2 separate regions of the Capra hircus genome follow, and region 2 is linked to region 1. A link is a contact called in public Hi-C data. All regions are on one chromosome and are shown on one strand. Each heading gives the region's core, a stretch centred on a gene start, on an enhancer-like site or on the middle of the called end of the contact. The rest is flanking DNA. Distances are from core to core; before and after follow the strand shown. Region 1 holds the start of ELANE (neutrophil elastase). Region 2 has its middle 17 kb from the start of MISP.

Region 1 (3,938 bases), core at 1,034-3,533:
CTTGGGTGTTTTCTATTTTCTGTGAGCTCCAGCACATGAGTATGTGTGTTTTGTGTGTGTTAGATGAGTCAGAGGAAAGTTCTGCACAGAAAGAATCAGCTCCAAGGAGGGGAGGAGAGAACAGGGGCCTGGGATCTGGGGCTGACTTCTGGAGGCTGACAAGGCTGTTGACATTCAGGGGAGGACAGAGCCACAGGAATTATAAACAGGATGTTGCAGAGAAGTGACCTGGGGAGGGGGCTGGCCGGGAGAGCAGGGCGGCCCCCAGCAACACAGGATCCCCTAGCCTCCAGAGCAGCATTGTCCTGTGAGATGCTCCATGTGGCATCACTACTTTGATGGGAACCAGAACACCCCCAAGAGGATCAGCACCATACCCTCTGGGAGAGGGTTAATGGTTAACAAACCCTCAAGGACGGCACTTTCTTATCTAAGAACTTCACACAAGTTCATTCATTTAAGCCGTGGGACAATCTCAAGAGATGGGAACCTACGGCTTCCATTTTACAGATGAGGAAACTGAGCCTTGGAGAGGGCCTAATGTCACAGAGGGCAAGTCCCCTGGAGTCCAAAAGTTTAGCCATCGTGACCTGTGAGGATGTAGCATGCAGGTGGTCCTCAAAAGATCCAATTTTGTTTAAATCTGGTCTCCCTACCTGAGGCACAGCCTCCTCCATTCTCCCCACCCCCGCTGGAAACTGGGTTATGTATACAGCAGGTGCTTACCAAGTGCTCTATGGTAGCTTTAACTCAACAAAGTGGGGAGCCTGCCAAGAGGGAAGAGATGGGGGTTGACTTGCCTATGGCCACACACCAGAGGTGAGGGGACCCAGGGACAAACTGGACTCCCATCCCAGCTGGGCTCTGGGTGTCCCTGGGTGCCCCCGCCCACCTCTTCCTCAGATGGATCCGTTAGTTCCCGCCCCAAGCCTTGCTCCAAGCCAGGAGAACGTTGCTTCTTGCGACAGCCTTGGCTACGGCCGTTGCAGCTGGAGCAGCTGGGGTTGGGAGTTGGGTGGGGGGAGGAGAACGGGCGCCATGGGGCTGGGGATTGGCCCTGGGGGACCCTATCTCCCTCATCCAGCTTGAGCTCTTCCAAGGTCCATACCAAAGCTCTCAAACTTGGATGGAGATCCATGGTCCATCCTCCAGGCCCAGGAGGGAATTCTCTCCTCTGGCTCCGGCTGGAAGGGGTTTCAGAGTTCAGAGGGGCAAGGGTGGGATGGTTTGGGAGAGGCTCCTTCCCAGAACCTCGGAGGGCCCCCAGAGACTGACTGAATCCTGGGTAGGAGTGAGTTCCTTGTTAGAAGGAGCAACCAAAGACAGGTTGGAAGTCCAGGCTCCCAGAGGGACATTCAAAGCCAAGGAAGTCAGCAAGCCCTCCTCTAGCTGTGAATTTTGGATTCAAAGCCCAGGTCCCCCAACCATGTCAACTGGGCAGGTGGCTGATATGGAGACCCTGCCATGCCTGCAAAATATTAGGACAGAGCTGGGTGCACATGATTGCTGTTATCAGGGAGCCCTGGTGAAACTGAGGCACGTGGCATCCCAAACAATTCCTCTGGGCCAGAGTGACCAGTATTCTTGCCTGGAGAATCCCATGGACAGAGGAGCTGGGCAGGCTACAGTCCATGGGGTCGCCAAGAGTTGGACACAACTGAGCAACTTAGCATGCATGCATGTATGACCACATTTAGCAAAAATACAGGATGTCCTGCTAACTCTGAATGTCAGATAAACTAACTTTGTACATAACTACATGTAAGGAATATTGGCTTCCCTAGTGGCTCAGGTGGTAAAGAATTTGCCTGCAGTGCAGGAGACCCAGGTTCGATCCCTGAGTCAGGAAGATCCCCTGGAGAAGGAAATGGCAACCCTCTCCAGGATTATTGCCTGGAAAATTCCAGGGACAGAGGAGCCTGGGGGGCTATAGTTCATGGGATTGCAGAGCCGGACACAACTGTGCGACTAACTTTCACTTCACTTACACAGGACACCCTGCTAACTTTGAATGTTGGATAAACTTTGTTCATAACTACATCCCATGCTTATATGTGGGATACACTTATGTTAAAAAGATGTCTATCTGACATTAGGGTTTAATCATGCACCCTGAGTTTGAACTGGTGACCCTCCTGGTCACTTGCACAGTTCCTTCCCCAACTGTTCTTCCCATCACCCAGTCGGCGGTCCCCCATCCCCTGGATGGGGAGAGGAAGTAGGGGCACCTGGCCCCGCCGTGGGGCAACTGCAACTGCCTCTCGGCGTGGGGACTATAAGAGGGACAGGTGGGCACAGAGGGCAGAAACCCTGGAGCCCCCAACCGACCATGACCCAAAGCTGCAGACACTTCAGCCCTGCCCTGGCCCCCATCCTGCTGGCCCTGCTGCTGGGGGGTGAGTGGGGTCGAGTCTGTACCTGGTCTTCTGCTCCCCCTCTCCACTCACCCTGGACCCTGCTGCACCCCCCATCCTCATGGGATGAGGAGACTGAGGTTCTGAGTGGTGAGGGTGAAGGGGGGTACACCCTGCACCCTGTGGGGACTTCAGGTCTGGCTGCGCCGGGGCAGGAGGACCGTACACGCCCCCTCCCCTCTCTGGGTGACAAGCAATAGAAGAGCCCAACCCTGCGGGGTCCTGCTGGGGGTTCCAGGGGTCGGGGGTTCCTCCTCTGCTTACCGCCCCACCCCCGCCCTTGCCCCCAGGCCCCGCGCTGGCCTCGGAGATAGTGGGGGGCCGGGCGGCCCGGCCGCACGCCTGGCCCTTCATAGCTTCGCTGCAGCTGCGCGGAGGCCACTTCTGCGGCGCCACCCTCATCGCGCGCAACTTCGTGCTGTCGGCAGCGCATTGTCTGAACGGCGTGTGAGTGTCTCCGCGGGCGCACACATCGAGAGTCCCGGCGCGAGGGGCGTGGGGCCGGCCCAGGGTGGGGGCTTCCGGCAAAAGCGCGAGGGTTTGCAGGGTCCCCCTGCGCCCCATCGGGGTCTCTCCGCCGCTTCCGATCCCGGGGACCCCCCCATCACCTCCTGTCCGCCCGCGACCCCAGGAACTTTCGATCGGTGCGCGTGGTGCTGGGGGCGCATAATCTGCGGCGGCGGGAGCGAACCCGGCAGATGTTCAGGGTCCAGAGGGTCTTTGAAAACGGCTTCGACCCCTTGAGCCTGCAGAACGACGTCGTGGTTCTCCAGGTGCGCGGGGGGCGGGGCGGGCAGGGCAGGTGCAGCGTCCTGAGGGGCTTGGGGAGGGGGGGAGGGGCAGGAGACTGGGGGGGTGCGGCGGGCGGGGGCAGACCTGATGTCCCCCCTAATCCTGGTGCTTCAGTCACCCCGCTGTGAAATGGAGAAGTACACCCCCGCACCCCGCAGCGCTGCCAGAGATTAGATAAGACAGCCAGAAGTTCTGAGCAGCTGACTTTCCTGGCAGTGGGCACTGACGGCCTCCCTCTTTGGGAAATGGGGCAAAATTACCTACATTCGGCGGGTGGGAGTCTGGAGGCAGAAACCTACCTTTCCCCTCTGCTTGCACAGCTATGATTATTCTCTGAGAATGTTCTAGAACAAGGGCTTTATGGTCGTTGGTGTAGCCCACGGTTTGTTCTGTTGGACACCTACTGTTTACTGCACTCAAGACACATTCAGGGACTTCCCTGGTGGTCCAGGGGCTAAGACTCTGCACTCCCAAATTCAGGGGACCCAGGTTCAATCCCTGGTTGGGAAACTAGATCCCACATGCTGCAACTAAGACCCCATGCAGCCAAACAAACAAATAAATAAATATAAAAGACATGTCCAGAGACGTGGCCTCAGCCATAGTGGTTCCTTCCACTTTACAGACGGGGAAAGTGAGGCTCGATGGGAGGCATGAAGAGGGTGCGCGTCCTGCTCTTAAACACCCCAGGACAATGGTAGAGCCTCAGCGGGGGAACCTGGCCCCAGAGTC
Region 2 (3,938 bases), core at 1,021-3,520, 67 kb before region 1:
CTGTCTCCCCCTTCTCTTTATGCTTTCAACCTTTCCCAGCATCAGAGTGTTTTCCAATGAGTTGGCTGTTCACATCAAGTGGCCAAAGTATTGGAGCTTCAGCTTCAGCATCAGTCCTCCCAGTGGGTATTCAGCATTGATTTTCTTTAGGAGTGCCCTCTAGTGGGACTGAATTTGGGGATAAAAACAGGGTCAGAGCTCTGAGGTTATTTGTGGGGTCCTGTGCCCCAGTTTTCAAAGGTGGTTGCTGCTGCGGGTTAGGTAAGCCCCCTTCCCTAGATTCACGTCTAATGAAAACTCAGAATATGACCTCACCTGGGGACCAGTCCGACTAGTCAGGGGTCTTTGGATTGCAAGAAAAAAAGGTTGAAGCAAACTCTACTCAAATGGGCTTTGGTGATACTGGGATTTACTGGTTCACATAAATGAATAGTCAAAGTATGACAGCTGCAGGCTCAGCTGGTTCCAGCCCCCAAACAGGGTATTCTTCTTCACCTCTGAGAGCCCCAGATTCAAGACCCAGCTCTGCCAGCCTCAGTTTCCTCATCTATAAGGAGACCCTGGTGCCTCAGATAGTAAAGAATCTGCCTGCCAATGTGGGAGACCTGGGTTTGATCCCTGGGTTGGGAGGATCCCCTGGAGAAGGGAATGGCAACCCACTTCAGTATTCTTGCCTGGAGAATCCCATGGACAAAGGAGCCTGGTAGGTCACAGAGAGTCGGACACAACTGAACGACTAATGCTTTCAAGAAGTAGTCTTGCTGACCCCTCCATAGGTGGGTGGTTATGAGGGTTACCAGGCAGCTGACACACAATCAGGGCTGCATAAATGCTGGCTCTTGTTGCTACTGACCAAGTAAATAAAGGAATCCTCACCAATCAGGGACTCAGATGCAACTTCCAGGATCGAGGCTGAAGGGAGCAAATGTATGCTACCACCAGAGGGCAGCAAAACATTAACTAAGTAGCACCTAAATCAAATGAACCCTGAATATTCACTGGAAGGACTGATGATGCTCAAGTAGAAGTTCCAATATTTTGACCACGACTCATTGGAAAAGACCCTGATGCTGGGAAAGATTGAAGGCAGGAAGAGAGGGGGTGACAGAGAATAAGATGGTTGGATGGCATCACCGAGCCAATGGATGTGAGTTTGAGCAAGCTCTGGGAGTTGGTGATGGACAGGGAAGCCTGGAGTGCTACAGTCAATGAGGTCAGACACAACTGAGCGACTGAACAAGCAGCACCAGTTCTCATCCAGCATGAGAAAGCTGCCTCCCTACTCCTCAAATTGACTGGCGTTTTCCCAGAACATCTTGAGGGCCCAGACTGGAGAAAATGCAGCATCCCCACCACCACACCCACCCTGTCCCTATTCTCCACCACAACCCAGAGAACCCCCTAGGCTGGTGAAGGTAAGAAGGAGTAGGGCAGAGTGGAGGCAGCAGCACTGAGCGATGTTAGAGGAAACTATTTGCCTTCTAGATGTGATTTTATGTATTTAAAAAATCTATTAATTTTTCCCAGAACAAAGTAGTTGAAAAAAAGCTCCCCCCCCAAAAAAAAGAAGAAAGGTAGGTATATTAAAATGCCATTATTTTAGGCTTAAATACGTAAGTTTCATTTCTACTCCAAACAGAATTTATGCTTTTGTCCACAGTCTTGCCCCTGCAAATTGCATTTCCTTCCTTGGTTTCCTGCTGGGGACCTGCAGTGTCTGGATAGAAAGTCCATTTGGCAAAGAGCCTCTGGCGTCTCCAGAGAATTCTAGACACCTTGAGGTAATATTTGGGGGGCTCGCTGGACAGGTGCCCACCGTGCGCACTTTGTCACGCAGGATTCGGAGGGAGGCAGAGTAGGGCGTGGCGGGGAGCTTTGGAGAGAGACCTCGTGCACTCTGCTCTCTCTCCACAACCTTCTGGGGCTCCCAGTGGCCAGAGGCCAAAGTCCACTGACAGCACTGTCTCCAAGTCCTTCCTTCCTTCATTCATGCAAGCCTCCAAGTGCTGTCAGACCAGCAACAAGAAATCATAGCAGCTCACCTTTGTGTGTGCTTAGGGAAACCCTTCTAAATCATCGTGGTCTTTATAGTCCTTGGAAACAGAACGCACCCCTGCTCGCCCCCTACGACCCCCACCCAGGCTGGATCCCGGCACCCCTCCCACCATCCCCGCATCATCCGTCCATCATTCTTCACCCGACCCCACCCCACCCCTCTGGGACCCCCCGCAGTCCTCTCCGCTGTCTGTTCTCCCTGTAGCCCCCAGAGGGCGCGTGAGCAGCAGGCCGGGCGCGTCCCTACTCTGCCCCGCGACCTGGGGGCTCCCGCGTCCCTGGGGGTGGGAGTCCAGCCTTCCGCGCCCCGGGGCCCTCATAGCCTGCTCCGCCCTCTACCCACTTGGATCTCCTTGCTCCTCTTCCAACACACCTACCCTGGCGCCTTTGCAGGTGTCAGGACCTCCAACAGGTATGCGCGTCCTCAAATGCTCCTCCCCGCCATGTGGTATTTGCTCTGTATGTACTGAGCGACTGAACTTACTGAACAACCTGAGCTTGTGAGGCGGGAACAGGCTAGTATGCCCAGGCGCAGAGGGAAGCCGGCAGGACCCGGCGTGCAGCCTGGGTGTCAGCCTGCGCGGCCCCTGGGGGCGTGTCCGGCGGTCACTGGCCGAAGGTGGGGCAGGGTTGAGCCCCTCTCAGGGCGCAGGCCCCCTGCACGCCAACCTCATGGGGCAGGATGCAGCCACCTGGTGGAGAGCCCATCCCGGGGGCCTGGCACACGGTGCTGAATAAGTGTCCACCGGCTGAAACCCTGGAGGATAGGGCTTCCTGGGGTGTCGCCTAGCTTGGTGTCCCCCTGCCTGTTTACCCGGGTGGGGGGAACTGCGGGGGAGGTGGAGGCTGGACAGTGGGGCCACCAGTGGCATAAGCCCCTGGGGCCAGTCCTGACGGAGTCCAGGTGACCAGTACTGGTTCCAGGCACAGACTCGGGTGGCTCTGGAAGCTGCGAGGAAAGAGGAGCTCTGACCCGTGACCCCCAGGCGTGAGCTTCAGCCTAGATTCCCTCCAGCTAAGCTGGTCTCTTTGGGCCCCTTGCTGACCCACTAGAGAAGGCAATGGCACCCCACTCCAATACTCTTGCCTGGAAAATCCCATGGATGGAGGAGCCTGGTAGGCTGCAGTCCATGGGGTCCCTAAGAGTCAGACACGACCTCACTTTCACTTCTCACTTTTATGCATTGGAAAAGAAAATGGCAACCCACTCCAGTGTTCTTGCCTGGAGAATTCCAGGGACGGGGGAGCCTGGTGGGCTGCCGTCTATGGGGTCACACAGAGTTGGACACAACTGAAGCAACCTAGCAGCAGCAGCAGCTCACCCACTCTGAGCCTCAGTTTCCTCCTTTGAAGAGTGGGCGGGTGGTCCTGGTGTGACAGTGTCACCAAGGCTCTGGGGGCTTTGCTGCTGAAATTAACACCCAGGATGTTGGCAGATGCCAGTCAGCCCTTTCGAAGGACTTCAGGGGATCTGGGCACGGCTTTGTGGGATACAAGGCCCAGCTCTCGGTGTTTCGTTTCCTTTAGACATATACCTAGAAGTAGAACTGCTAAATCATAAGGTACGTTGTTTTTTTTTTAACTTTTTGAGGAACTATGGACTATTTTCCACTGCAGCTGTACCGTTTTACATCCCACCTGCCATGGACAAGTGTTTGATTTCTCCACTGGGAGCTTCTTATAAAACAAAGCACCCACCAAGGGAGGCAAATGGCTCAGGAGGTGGCTTTGAACTGATGAAGACTCTTCCTGCCCCTGACTGACTGTGGGTCCCCCGGCCTGGTCTATTCTCTTACCCTCAGTCTCCTCATATGGGCCATACCATCATCCAGCCCTGTATCCAGTGTCTAGTGGACGAGGCAGGAATTAACACAGCCATGGAG

The links. A called contact is a pair of places that touch in the nucleus more often than the background predicts.
Region 2: a Hi-C map of blood shows a contact between it and region 1, with 2.9 times the contacts expected there. The contact joins the enhancer-like site here to the promoter of ELANE in region 1. A contact is called at or near these places in 3 of 5 Hi-C or Micro-C datasets (all in blood).

The regions. Positions count from the first base shown.
Region 1 is chr7:67,069,937-67,073,874 of ARS1.2, reverse strand. It overlaps ELANE (neutrophil elastase), which reads left to right and starts at 2,283. Exons shown (of 5, transcript XM_018050498.1): 1 at 2,283-2,396; 2 at 2,705-2,861; 3 at 3,046-3,187. The coding sequence starts at 2,330.
Region 2 is chr7:67,136,978-67,140,915 of ARS1.2, reverse strand. No RefSeq gene overlaps it. Among named protein-coding and RNA genes, the nearest start is that of MISP, 17 kb to the left of the region's middle. Within about 2 kb of position 2,270, at least 1 of the 5 cell types and tissues checked has an H3K27ac peak or open chromatin away from gene starts, as enhancers often do.